3 separate regions of the Mus musculus genome follow, and all the other regions are linked to region 3. The links are chromatin contacts, called in public Hi-C maps. All regions are on one chromosome and are shown on one strand. The core of a region is the stretch at or near the end of the contact, and the rest is flanking DNA. Distances in the headings are between cores, read along the strand shown.

Region 1 (4,489 bases), core at 1,831-4,330, 920 kb before region 3:
GCTGCCTGTGGATGCAGATGTACAACTCCTAGCTCCTTCTCCATCAGCATGCCTGCCCGTATGCCACCATGCTTCCTGCCATGATGATAACAGCCTAAACCTCTGAACTGTATGCCAGCCACAATTAAATGTTTTCTTTTATAAGATTTGCTGTGGTCATGATGTCTCTTCACAGCCATAGAGACCCCTAACTAAGACATCACTGAAGCAAACTATAACCACCATCCAGTTCTCTGAGATGCACTGCTCAATGGACTACTGTGAGAAAAAGGCTAACACTAATTCTCACCAGGTACCCTTCTTCCTACCCACGGGAGCTGCACACAAGGCATCTCCCCTCTACTTAGCTATTATCAGAACCACAAACCAGAAAATCTTTTGACTGGCAAGAGACCAAGACATCAATTTTCATCCCACATCTGCCTGAAAGAGTAGGAGTGATGTTATATTACCAGTGACATTTTCTCACTGGAAAGATTGCCTGGATCATATTTATATTTATTTTCCTAAATGCAATATTCAAACCACTAATAGAACAAAATCTACTAATTAAATTTCATTCAATAATGCATTTTTCACCTTAGCTTAGCGGTGTCCTTGTACATTTCTGCCAGGATACTGCTAATAATGTCTTATTTAGCTTATAAATGGTGCTTATCATCAAATTCAAAAAAATTAACAAGCATCAATGAGCCTAAAGTGACAGCACAGTAAATAATTTGAAATGCCTCCACACTGTAGACCTATTTTTCTTTTTTGCTTAATTTGATTTCATTTATTTATTAAAAATTAAGCATATGGATTCAGAATGATGCTAGCACGGCTGCCATGGAAGTCCCTGATGCTGCCAACATGTCCATAGAATAGAAGAAACACCCAGCAGACTAGAGGCTCACCCCTTGAAGGAAAAACATTTCACAGCCCCCTAGCACCATGACTGGGCCCATTGCATCTTCTCCAAGATGGTTTTTGAACTCTGCTTCATCATTATTATTATTAATAATATTATTATTACTGCTACTGCTACTACTACTACTACCACTACATTTGTTATTCCTGGTTAAATTGACCTTCTGTGGTTAAAGTGAATTACTTGGAAGAGGTCTACAGTTTCTATGCCATTGGGTAAGGTTAATAATCCCCTTGTTGTGTGTCGTTCTTTGTGCTCATAACATACTTGAGACTTAAGAAGGACCTGGATGGTATTATCCCAGGCCAAGTACATTGTGTAGTAGCCTGTGACATGTGATCTCCACAAGCCTCCTCCATAGATGTGGTAGGTTACAATTATTCTGTTGTACTGACCAGGGAGCTATGGTTGAGAGAAGCTAATCTTCCATCCCCAGTCACAGTAGCAGCACACCCTTGACACCCCCAGGCTTTGTGACTTGACACTTCCAAGCTTAGGTATCCTCATTTGCCCTTTCTTCTCCAGCCACACTGTCACACATTTCCCAGAAGACAGAACTCCCATTACTATTGGCGTAAGGTCTCTGTTTGTGTTTATATTTACTAACTAAACATTATCAGTTCCGCTATTGGTCATTTATCTATTCCGATCAAATACTTAGCAAACATTTGTTTTGTATCAGGCTGAGTTATAGACATATACATGGCAGAAATGAGAATTCTACCCTCTTGTCATTCAGACTCTGGCATGTGCATGTGGGTGGTAAGTGCTAGACAATAAGGAAAATGAATGGTTATATTATGTAGTAGAACTGGGAGTGTTAATTGGAGAGCCGAGTAATAAAGAAAAAGCAACTAGAAGATTATTAGATGGACAGTGGTGGCTGAAAGAAGAAATGCCAAATTTGGTTCCCCGATTCTGCTTTGTGGACTCTTTCAGAAGGTTGATGCTTTTACCTCCTCCTCCCTGGTACATTTATTCCATAGATTAAACCTACCCCCAGTATAAGAGAGAATAGGATTTCTGCAGGTCTTCTAATTAGCTAGAGCAACGTTGACATCCAGTGGTGAATTTGATTCATCACAGGTGCCCACACTTAATGCCTATATCTCTGACTGTCAGGGGGTATATGGAGTGAGTGTTGGCCTGCTGTTTCTATGCAGCTTGGCCTGGGGTACCTCTACACATGTATACTCTCTTTCCATGCTTTAAACTAGTCTTCAAGAGCATGCAGGTTACCATAGCAATATGCAATAGCTAGTCTATATCCAAGGCATGTGTGTGCTCAAATTTGCTCGCAAACTCACTCATACACACACACACACACACACACACACACACACAAAGGCATCAAACTACCTAATATCTGTATATACATATTCTAACTATGTCCTTGCAGATGTTTGTATATATGGTTCCTATATTACTTAAAAACATTAGCCTGATGACACGGTATTCTTTCTCACATGGTCCCCTCTTTATCCTTAGAACTGTGTTGTAAATAACAAGGAAAGACTACCACCCTGTATCCTACAGACTTTTCCCTCAAGCTAATTCACAGTGTTGTTTCCACTGAAGCAGAATCAGGTATGGCTGAACTGGGCTTCCTTGCTGATCTGCTCATAGTAGCTCGGATATCAGCAGAAGCCTGCTGTCCCTGCACTGATGACAGTTGATTGCCTTCATCCAGGGGGAATAGTCATATCTTCCCAATGCTTGACCTGGAGAAACCAAAGGACACAGGACACTGCCTGGCCCTAAAGGGCACCAAGTCCGGAGCAGACATGGTCAGAGACAGAATAAAACTTCAATTCGACTCCCCACTTCTTTTTCTTTAAAGGCAGGACCCATCAGAATTTACAAGCCACTTACTAATTAATATTTTTTTGTGTATCCTAGTAATTGCCATGCATTGAAAACTTGGAGACAATTGTCTCACTGGAATCTGAGGCTCAAGCCATGCTACAAAGCTACATTTTCAAATCCCTTTTACCTCTTGATATGAGGAAAGAGAAGGAGAAAGAGGACCCTAAACTAGTTTAACACAATGCACAATTAAATATTGATTGGAAATTCTTCCTACGAATTTCCCCTCTACCTCCCTACCTCCACAGGGAGGTGTCTGGATGTGATTCCTAAGCTGTCCCCATACAGTGATTACGTTCATTAGGACACCAGCCTTGTGGTTAAAGCACTTTCCTTACTGCTGCACGTTTAATTAGACAACTCTTCCCCAGAAATTATTTATAGCCAGGCTGCAGAGCTATTGTTAGTCCCAATGTAAATAAGATTCAGGGCGGGAGTCCCAGTGCGCTGCAGTGGCTGGCACTGCCGCCATCAGCCCACTCCTGGTGCACACTCGGGGACTGCTTCCAAGCCTTTACAGCTAGATCGCTGCTGTTTAAAACCCCTGGCGTGATTCTCTAATGAAACTTTTAATACAAGCCCTTCCAAAAGACTGGGAATCTACCAGGTCAGTGTGAGTGCACGGAGGAGGAGTTAAGAGAAGAAGGGGAGGAGCTGGGAGAGACAGGAGCTGCCTCCAAGGCAGTACTCAGCTTTCCTAGTTCAGCTAGGGAAGTGTGCACATGATCTGTTTTAACACAGCCATCCCACATACAAGCAACTGCTTTGGGCACTGATGGTTAAAGACCCAGATATGGATTTTCAAGTATAAAGCTGTGTTTGCAGTCTGGGCTGGTTGAAATGAATGTCTGGGGACTGGGAGGTAACCTGTGAGCCCAATGCCCTTTCAATACAGTGTACATTAAAAGTGTTGAAGCTGCTTCCAAATCCAGGGCTTGGACTTGGTGCTGGCATGATGAGGGCAGCATCACCTCTGTCTGCAAGATGTTCATAATCAGGTGAACACCATTAGTGTGTAATCAAAGTAAACAAGAATGCTATTTGAAGAGCTTTTCATATCAGCAACCATGGATTGTCCAGGGCCCTCTGGATACTGCCACTTTGCATCATTTAATGAACTGCCTTAGGAATAGAATGCTATTATTGCAATGCCGGTGCCAGACTTTTCATTGCTGTGACAAAATGCCTGATGGAGTAACTTACAAGTGAGGTTTCTCTTGTCTCATCTGCTCAGAGGTTTCAGTCCATGGTCAGTCTGCATTGCTGCTTCTGGACAGGGATGAGGCTGAGCGCCATGGCAGGGTGGGCAGGGAGGGGCAAACTCAGCCAATTACCTTAGGGCTACCATCAGACAGAGTATTAAAGCTTGAGTATAAAACATACCCTGTGGGCCTTTGTATTGAAGTTGGTCCCCAGCCAGGTGCTCTGTGTGGAAGATGTGGGGGATCTTTGGGCAGTGGGCAGAGCTGAAGAAAATAAGTATCTAGAGTTGTCTTTGATGGGTATATTTGGTTCCCTCTCTGTCTGCTACTGATCTGTCAAGAGCGCATAATCTTCCCCATCACCTGATCCCATGGCCAGGATGTTCTGCGCAAGCCCACGTAGCTGAGCACCCAAGGACCGAACCCCCTCAAGCCCTGCGCAAGCCCACGTGGCTGAGCACCCAAGGACCGAACCCCCTCAAGCCCTGCACCCAAACAAGTAAACCTCTTC
Region 2 (4,458 bases), core at 1,633-4,132, 850 kb before region 3:
TGACTTATTCCTAGTTGTGTGTCTTATTACACACATCAGAGCCCAGGCATCTGATACCTTAGCAAGAAGACACACCTCCACATACCCACGGTGAAGATGCTCCATCCTCACCCATTCACTCTCAGCTTCATGTCTTGCTAGCCCAACAGATCCCAGCCCCATACTCTTCCAAAATCTATCTTTGGTTCTGTCATGCCTCCATGTAATGATGCCAATTTGCTGTATGGCATTATATGCTCATCTCTGATAATACTCCAAGGACAGAGAAGAGGAACTCTTCCATCCAACAACAACTTTGGAAGCCAGATACTTGGACTTACTTAGAGGACCACAGGTGAGGGCTTACTTACTGGGAATGGGGTAGCTCAAGACTATCAGCATCCTGACTTGTAACAACTTCTTAGATGATGTGTCAGGGAGTACCACCTTCAGTTAACCCTCCACCTCCTCTATACTCTAGATCCCAAGATGATGTTCAGCTGTAAGGAAGGGGACAGTGATGGCTGCAATCCATGATGAAGTCTCACCCTCCTACTGTTGTCTTAGTCAGGGTTTCTATTGCTGTGGCCAAACGCAGTGACCTAAAGCAACTTGGGAAGAAAACATGTTTATCATCTTCTACTTTCCGGCAATAGTCTGTTGCTAAAGAAAGTCAGGGCAGTAATTCCAGCAGAGCAGGACACTGGAGACAGGAGCTAAGGTAGGGTTCCTACCTAAGGGTTTTACCCATGAACTTGTCTTGGTGCTAGTGTGAAGGAGCCTCCCATTCAGCTAGTCATATGAAGGAGGGATGTGTATGCTAGGCTCTGTTATCTCAAGCCTCTCTCAAGTGGCCCTGTCTCTTTGATCCTTGGTTTGTAGTACTACCAGGAGGTGGCAAAACCTTTCCAGAGTTAGCCTATGGAAAGACATCATCTCATCAGCATATCCTTGTAGAAGACACTGGGAATCTGGCTTTTCCCCCTTTCCCTTTTCCTGGATGTAATGCAGTAAGACCTTCTCCATTCCCCTCACCCCTGTTGGCCCAAAGAAATAGGACCAAGTAACCACATACTGGAAGAGGAAGAAGTTTCTTAGATTAATCTTGGTTTCTTTTAAGGTCTTTGCCACCAAAAGCTGACAAACAACCATGGACAGAATTTGATGATACTAATAAATGGTTGTTAGTGGTTTATGTATTTACAATACTGTCCATTTACATCTATAAAACAAATCTAGTCTGCAGTGGTAGACCCATAGTGTCTCATTCCTTCTCTGTGGGATGCATACTATGTATCCTGATTACAATAGTCCACGTCAGTGGTTGACCAACTGTCCTAGTTAGATGGATAAAAGTAACTTTGAAGATGAAAGGGTTTATTTGACCTCTCTTTTCCCATAGCAGTCCATCCATCACTGAGGAAAGCCAGAAAAAGAAAGCAAGCAAGAGTCTGGAGGCAGAAATTAGAGCAGAAGTGACAGAGAAGCCCTGCTTACCAGCTTGTTTTCCAGGACTTGCTCAGTTTGCTTTTGTATATAGCCCAGTACCATCTACCTAGGAGAGGTATAGACTACAATGAGTTGGGCCCTCCCACATCAATCATTAATCAAGAAAATGCACAGCAGGCTTGCCTACAAAGCAAGCTTAGGCAGGCATTTTCTCAGTGAAGATCCCCTCTTTTAGTGTTTGTGAAGTTGATACCGAACCAGCACACTTACAGCATCTAGTCTGTGTAAACAGACCAAGATTATTGTATAACAGGGAAATCAGCCAAATGACCATCATAGTCTACTTTTTTATATATATATATAACAGCTCCCAGTACTTCACTTGTTCTGATCCGAAGTGCAGTGAGATTTGGAGATGAGAAGCAGAATTCTGAATCATCAATCTGTGGCCCAATATCCAAAAAAAAAAAAAAAAAAAAAAATCACCTGCAAGTGATTCTCACTTCTCATATTAAGGACTGAGCTTTTAAAACCAAGGAAGGAATTATCCACGTTTATTCCAAATGTAACATAGTTTCTTTTCCTTCGCTACCCTTCCCTTCCACCCAATTCCTACCCTTATCTCCTTCCCTCCAGTCCCTTCCCTTCCCTCCTCTCCCCTTTGTATTCTCAGTTTTTCTAAATGTGTTAGTCAGCTTTAAGTCAGTATGTGAGTCAACCACCCTCCCAGGCAGGTCACATTTGGCTCATGGTTTCAGGAAGAACTTTCTGATGATGATGACCACTCTGGGCTGGTGGCAAGGCAGTCATCACAGCAGGGAGTCTGTGATGGGGGAAGCTGCTCACCTCCTGGCATCCAGAAAGCAGACAGAAAGAAACTAGAATGGGGCAGGGTACTGCTCCTGAGGACATCCCACAATGACCTTACTTTGCCCACTGGATACAAGCCCTTAAAACTCCTGCCAGCACCCGAGAGCTCCATGGACTCCTAACAACCTCTTTAACATATGGGATATGGGGGAGGGGGGATATGACACATCCACACTATAGCACAAAGCCTCTCTCTCAGTGCGTGATAGGATGCTTTCTTTACAGGAGTAAAGCCAGACCACAAAAGCAGCTAGAAGAGAATCACCCTTCTCCTCTCACCCTTGTGGAGATCTCAAAATGGAAGGTTATGACCTGACAACAGCAAAATGCAATTACAGACATATTTAGAGGCACATTATTCCACTCCTAAAACACAGTCCGACGCCTGTGTGCAGGTCTGCACTCCAACTGTTAGCCAAGCCTTAGCATAGAGGGAGTCCTTGAAGTGCTAGGAGGGGAGGAGCCAGCCAAATTCAATCTCTGCAGCTTTGCTGTCCCAAGGCAGCTACAGGATCCTATGATGCAGTGCAGTGCGTTCAGGAAGAAAACGGGCATTCTGCCTGGAGAGGGCTTCAGTTTAAGACAGGGAGTAGGATGTAGGATGCCACTAAAGCTGCTAAGCAATTTAAAGCAAACCCACACAGAGGCTTGGGGTTGCTGCATGCAGCGGTCGCCCCACACTAAATGCCTGTGGCCTCACTGACTGGTTGCATGCAGAGATGATAGCTCTGCCACACTCCACCTGGATCTAAATCTCATCAGCCAGCAGGACCACTACCTCCAGGGGGCTGCAGGAGTAGCAGCGGTTTATCAATGGATAAACCAAACAATCCTTTCATTGTGGGCATCTTCCAGGTAAGGAAGCTTGGGGAGGAAGAAGGTGGTGGCGCGGAATACCTTGCTGGGAGCTGATCCCTGGTTGAACTTCAACAAGGAAATGATCCTCTCTCCAAACTTTCCTTCATGTTTAAAACAGATTACGTGTCAAAAAAAAAAAAAAAAATCAGGGAATTGCTGGTAGTGTCGAGAAGATTCCACACTTCTACTTCCTTTTCTTTAGAATCTGAAGCCTGCTGATGAGAAGTGGGTAATAAAGAGGCTATGTTTTGACCTCGTATAGAATGGGAGTGAGATGTGGGGATGGAGTAGGGCAGGCATTGGAGTCCTGAAGACAGACAGGAAAGGACATCCTTGCTGAGCTCCGTTGCTTGCAATGTAATAAACTATCATCTAGAAGTGAGTGTTTCAATTGAGTTTTGCTGTAAACACTGATATTTCCTCCCTTCTGCTGCTCTTCCCTCAAGAGGCCTCATGTATATTTCACTATGTGTCCTGCCTACTATTACACTCATACATCAAAGGCTCTGAGGACAAGGAACCTGATTCGGAAAACATTATTCTTTTAAAGATTTATCCTCTCATCTTGACCAGCTCCGTAGGTGAACGGGAGCCGCTCTCCATAAATTATTTTAATGCGCTATGCAAAGGGGAAAAGGGGTTTTCTCACCTCTTCTTACGAAAACTTTTCTCCAAGTGGAATTAGAGAATACCTTCAATTTCATTTCTTCTTCATTTTTGGTTTGGTTTGGTTTTGGTTTTGTCCAAGTATACACAGGGACGTGAACAAATGGCACAGAAAGAGAAAAATAAATTCCTCAGTATAGATCAAACAGATCTAAGAATTTCATTAAAATCCTGTGGGGATCCCACAGAAGGGGCATGGTTGTCTACAAGAAAGATGTTCTAAGTGGATGTAGACACCTTTGAGTGTCTGTTAGACAGGCACATTTGACATTGTCCAAAGCCTGGTAAAAGTTCTCACTGTCAGGAGAGGGGGCCTCAAATATCCCGTCCTCAGACCTTACTCCACAACGCTTCTATACTCTGACCCTGAGTCTAGCTGACTTTCTTTGCCTCTTCAAGCCTGCACTTCATTAGAACCTCAGTGGAGGAAAGTTTATGGTTCTCGGATGGCCCTTGTTCACCTAAGTCTCACGGGTCCTGGCTCTTTGGATATAGGTCAAGTCAATATCAATGCCATTATGTGCGTCTTCTCTCTTAGACCCTGACTGATTAGGTATGAGAAGAAGCACAGCACAATTAAATTTACAAATGATAGCCTCTCGTAAAACAGGGGTTTAGATTTCTTCTTGCTTCTGG
Region 3 (4,547 bases), core at 1,931-4,430:
CAGTCACAAAGGATGGAGGAGGGGAGTGGGATATCTTAATGGGAAAAGTGACATTGAAGATAATGTGTAAAGACAAAAAAAAAAAAGTCCATAGAGAAGGCAGAGAGAGCAGGATGCATGGTGGGTATTATCAGGTAAACAGATGAGTAGCGCAGGTGTGGGTAAGAGAGAACCCAAAATGGAGTCTCTGCCAAAGCTTTGCACCCAGGTTTGCTCCGAGTCTTCTGTTCCCTTGTAAGGAAGGTTGTCGGGTTCATCCCTGGCTATAAACAGCAATGTCAAAGGAATCACTCTACAAACAGGCACCGTAACTGTCTGGGGAAAACCACTTTGCACTGCCAGAGTTCCTGTCAGGGGAGCTTGCAAGCTTGGTCACACCTGGGACAGAATGGCATTCAGGGAATGAAGCACAGTACAGAGACACTGAGTGGGGTATAAGGCTAAGTCATGAGAAGGTATTAGGAATACAGACAGTGAGTAGTGTTAGCCTGAGTCTGGGGATGTAACGGGCAACTGTTTGGCCTTACAGTGTGGTAGCTCAGGCTGCCCCGAGTCATGCAGACTTTACTGAATACCCTTTAGAGATGACAGGACCCAGACATCACTCCACAGAGACTTCCAAGGCCATGCACAAAAATGGAGGAAAATTAAACATAAGAAATTACATTAAATATATGGACTATGGAGTACAGAGATGAATTTGCAGCTTGTTAGAATGCTAGGAGTGATGAGGAAAGATAGCAGACTTCAAACAGAGGGCACATAGTGTAGGTTGGGACTTAACACTGAGTAGAATGTTCAAACAGAGTGGGGGTTGGTGGGGCGCTAACCAAAGATGTACACAGAGTCCCAGGAGAGAGCAAAAAGTCACCAGGCAAGGCTCAAGCCGTGGCGGTGACAGGGCCCTCCCTCCCAGCTGCCTTGCCTGGGGCAGCCACAGGGGTTAGAAGAACTCTGGAGACAGCATGTCACCACCTAAACTCTCTCCAGGATGTACAGAAGCAGCCAAGCATCGTGACACACTGTTGTACACAGTGCCTGCCCTCTGACAGCATGCTGCGGGAAGAGAGGCACTACTTGTATAAATGGTACTTGCCAGTCACCTTCTGGGATTGAAATGGGAGGAGTCTAAGATCTGGTCGGCTAAATTCAATTTGAAGACAGGCAGGAGACCAAACAGCTCTCAGAGGGAGAAACAGAGCAGAGTTTCACATCAAGGTTTTGGCCAGGCCCACCAAGCAGGAGAGGAAATGGAGATATTAGTCAAGGCATGAGGCTTTTCCCTCCTCTAGCCTCTACCTGCACACTGTCAGGATCAGCTCTAAGTGGAGGGACTCTCCAACAGTCTCACTGTCCAAGAGATAAACTGAGGCCCACTTGCATGTTCTCCCTGGAGAAAAGGGATTCCGGGAGAGAGGTTGTACCTAGCGTGCAGTAAGCACCAGCTTTTCTGAGCTAGAGTGTTTCTAGCACCTCAACTACCATCACAGCAGCATTACCGTCTCCAGGCCCAAAGGAGTCAAGAGCCTAGACCATGTTCAGAGCAAGAGAAAGGTGGAGCAGCCTGGACAGTTCCTGCTGCTTCTGTCTCTTCACCTGTGTCCCCACATGGCTCTCCAGTGTGTAGGACCATGGCCCTAAGGAAGCAGAGTAGTACAAAGTCAGGGGGAAATGTTTTGTGTATCCTTCGCTCCACAAGGTGTTAGTAGATCCCTAGTGTAATGAAATGTGTGCGCACAAATACATGCTATGCATATGTCTACAATGTGAATGGATGTGTGTGTGTGTGTGTGTGTGTGTGGTCTCCATCCTGCAGGAAGCAGAGAGCAGAGTCAACTCCCTTGAGGAAGAACGAAAGAAAAGAAGGTGGAAACCTAAAGGCTTTCAACAATGGAGAATGGGCAAGTGGGTTGGGATGGGAAGGCTGGAATCGGCTCAAGCAGAAAGCTCACAAGGCACCTCTAGACCGAGTTAAATCCACAGTGTTTCTTTGTAGTTCTCTCCCTTTGCTAACTCTCCTGGACCACAATGCAGCAGAATACCCAGGGTCCCTGGCAGAAAGAATGGAGGGATGGGAATCAGAAGCAGTGGACTGTCCTGTGGGCTCAGGGGTTAAAGGTGCCATAGAGCAATACATCCTTCCAAATGCCCTCTGATCCCAACTGTGGCAGCACTCTTGGTTCCTGTACTCCTGAAGGAGAAGAATTTCTACAAGGACACAGACAACACTAGCAGCCAAAATTTACTTACAGCAAGCACAAAAGTGCAATTGAGCTGGTATATGCCAGAGAGAGAACCAGCCTTGCCCAGTATCTTCAGTGCCATCTCCCTTGAGGTTAGGATTGGTCCTTCCCTGCCCTACGGCTGTGGTCCAAGATGCTGCCCCCCCCCTCTCTCTCTCTCTCTATATATATATATATATATATATATATATCTCCAAGGTCTAGAAATTGTGTCAGTCTGTTAACACTGAACTGAATTAAATATTGGAATGTATATTAAAGTGTAGCTATCCATAAAGTCAAGAAGTTTATGGAAGAGAAATAGAGCCAGATACTAGAGGAGGGGCTCTGTGGGAGTAGAAGCCTACTAAAACCAGATTAATCCCCCCACTAGTTCTCTTACAATTATCTTTCCCAGTGCTCCAGACCTTTCTGTTTTAACACTATCATGTGCTTTAACCCTAACAGAGGAGAATGAAGAAAAAAAAAAAAAAATGCCCCTGGCTCCCTCCCAAACCTGACAGCACAATGAATCAAGGTTGTGCCCTGCATTTTCACCAAACCCCCTCCTCACAGGGTTGGAGGCCAAAGTCTCAAAGTACTTCACCCCAGATTCTAATAAGGCCACCTAGACACAGACACAGGTTCCCAAAGTTCCTGAACCCTAGAATATGCCTCCCCACAACCTCCTCTCTGGGAATCCCACCTGGCTGGGTATGCCAATGGCGAGTCCAGAGTAGCGCGCAGCTGTAACCTGAGTCTGCGCACAACAGCCAGTGAATTCATTCCCCCAGGAGTCAGCTCCCCACAGGGCCCAGCTGAGCAGATGCCTGTGCCAGAGCGCCTCTCCGAGCCAGCAAGCAGAAGACTGCTGGTCGCTGCTCCTCCTACACCCTGAGTAAGCACAGGAACTTCCCTCACTGGAAAGGCAGGACAGAGCTGGCTGTGGACACAGATGAGAGCATGCTGGTGGCTTGGGTACCATCTATTTGTTGGGGGAAAATCTGAGCAATTTACACCCTGGGTTGGACGTGTGGCAAAGGCACTCCTGGATCGACACCGCCCTCTGCTGGCCATATGCGGCCATGACAACATCCTTTGGACTGGAACACAAACCCAGGAAGGCCAAGCTTCCCACTATGAAAGGTGGAGAAACAGCAGCCAGTCCCCCCAGCACCTCTTTCAGGAGCATACAAGCTGGACTCAAAGAAGAGGAGACACTTCCTGTACCTTTTCCAGGAAAACCCTCTGTCTTTTCATGGTTTGTATTCCTGCACAAAGCATCAGGACCAAGAAAAAAGTTGGGGTTCCTAGGAAAGAGTTTGTTTGGCTTACACTTCCACATTGCTGTTCATCACCAAAGGAAGTCAGGACAGGAACTCACATAGGGCAGGAACTTGGAGACGGGAGATGATGCAGAGACTATGGAAGGGTGCTGCTTACTGGCTTGCTTCCCCTGGCTTACTCAGCTTGCTTTCTTATAGAATCCAAGACTACCAGCCCAGGGATGGCACCACCCACAGTGGGCTGGGCCTTTCCCCCTTGATCACTAATTGAGAAAATGCCTTACAGCTGGATCTCATGGAGGCATTTCCTCAAGGAGGCTCCTTTCTTTGTGACAACTCCAGCTTGTGTCAAGTGGACACACAAAACCAGCCAGTGCGTCCCGTTCCTGGCCACGCTGGCTTTCAGATGCCAGCCAACACACTAGGCGAGCACTGTACCTCTGAGTCCATCCCTACCCCTAGAGATTATTTCCCCTAGGTATGTGTGGCTCTTTATTACTCTTAAAGACCACCATGATCTTCATTCTGAAATTTTATGGGCCTGGAAAGCAGAAACTATCCCCTTGCAGAAGGGCAAGGTTACTGTCCCACGTTGCCCAAGGCTTATGCGATTGGTTCATGGGCGTGAGGAGCAATGGCCAGCAGCCACTGCAGCTAGAAAGTGCAGTGCAAATCCCTTTCCTAAACATATATGGTTAGGAGTCACTGTGGCTGGCCTGGCCTGAGGTTTGCCAAGTGTCAGACACCTACTGTACCACTGACAGTGGTTCCCGCCCTTGGACTTCAAAAAGACTCTGTGAACCTGGATCACAGTGAGGTTGAACACCTCCTCAAGATCAAGGTACCAAGGGACAGATGAGATTCCAGGGCCAATATGTGTGTGTGTGTGTGTGTGTGTGTGTGTGTGCGCGCGTGCGTGCGTGCGCGAGCTCTCGCTCGCGTACACACACGCTACACAGTCCCCCTCAGGAAAAGGCCTTGCATGTACACCTCTGCTAGAAGGTACACAGCTACTTAAAAGCCTTCCTACAAAATAAAG

Evidence for each region. A called contact is a pair of places that touch in the nucleus more often than the background predicts.
Region 1: a contact with region 3 is called in a Hi-C map of cerebral cortex, with 3 times the contacts expected there. The contact joins two enhancer-like sites. A contact is called at or near these places in 3 of 484 Hi-C or Micro-C datasets (the N1E-115 cell line, cerebral cortex and cortical neurons).
Region 2: a Hi-C map of cerebral cortex shows a contact between it and region 3, with 5 times the contacts expected there. The contact joins two enhancer-like sites. A contact is called at or near these places in 1 of 39 promoter capture datasets (embryonic stem cells), 2 of 15 datasets of contacts at CTCF or cohesin (the NIH/3T3 cell line and large pre-B cells), 52 of 484 Hi-C or Micro-C datasets (the AML12 cell line, DN3 thymocytes, the F1.1 cell line and 33 more), 4 of 115 datasets of contacts at active chromatin or transcription factors (embryonic basal ganglia, embryonic forebrain, embryonic midbrain and 1 more) and 1 of 9 other capture datasets (embryonic stem cells).

The regions. Positions count from the first base shown.
Region 1 is chr9:28,335,577-28,340,065 of GRCm38.p6, reverse strand. All of the region lies in intron 1 of Opcml (opioid binding protein/cell adhesion molecule-like), which reads right to left. Among named protein-coding and RNA genes, the nearest start is that of Gm39313, 58 kb to the left of the region's middle. Within about 2 kb of position 3,080, at least 36 of the 459 cell types and tissues checked have an H3K27ac peak or open chromatin away from gene starts, as enhancers often do. A contact at or near this core is called in cerebral cortex and cortical neurons, where this site is marked.
Region 2 is chr9:28,263,310-28,267,767 of GRCm38.p6, reverse strand. All of the region lies in intron 1 of Opcml (opioid binding protein/cell adhesion molecule-like), which reads right to left. Among named protein-coding and RNA genes, the nearest start is that of Gm39313, 130 kb to the left of the region's middle. Within about 2 kb of position 2,882, at least 3 of the 459 cell types and tissues checked have an H3K27ac peak or open chromatin away from gene starts, as enhancers often do. A contact at or near this core is called in cerebral cortex, where this site is marked.
Region 3 is chr9:27,412,859-27,417,405 of GRCm38.p6, reverse strand. No RefSeq gene overlaps it. Among named protein-coding and RNA genes, the nearest start is that of Spata19, 18 kb to the right of the region's middle. Within about 2 kb of position 3,180, at least 66 of the 459 cell types and tissues checked have an H3K27ac peak or open chromatin away from gene starts, as enhancers often do. A contact at or near this core is called in cerebral cortex and cortical neurons, where this site is marked.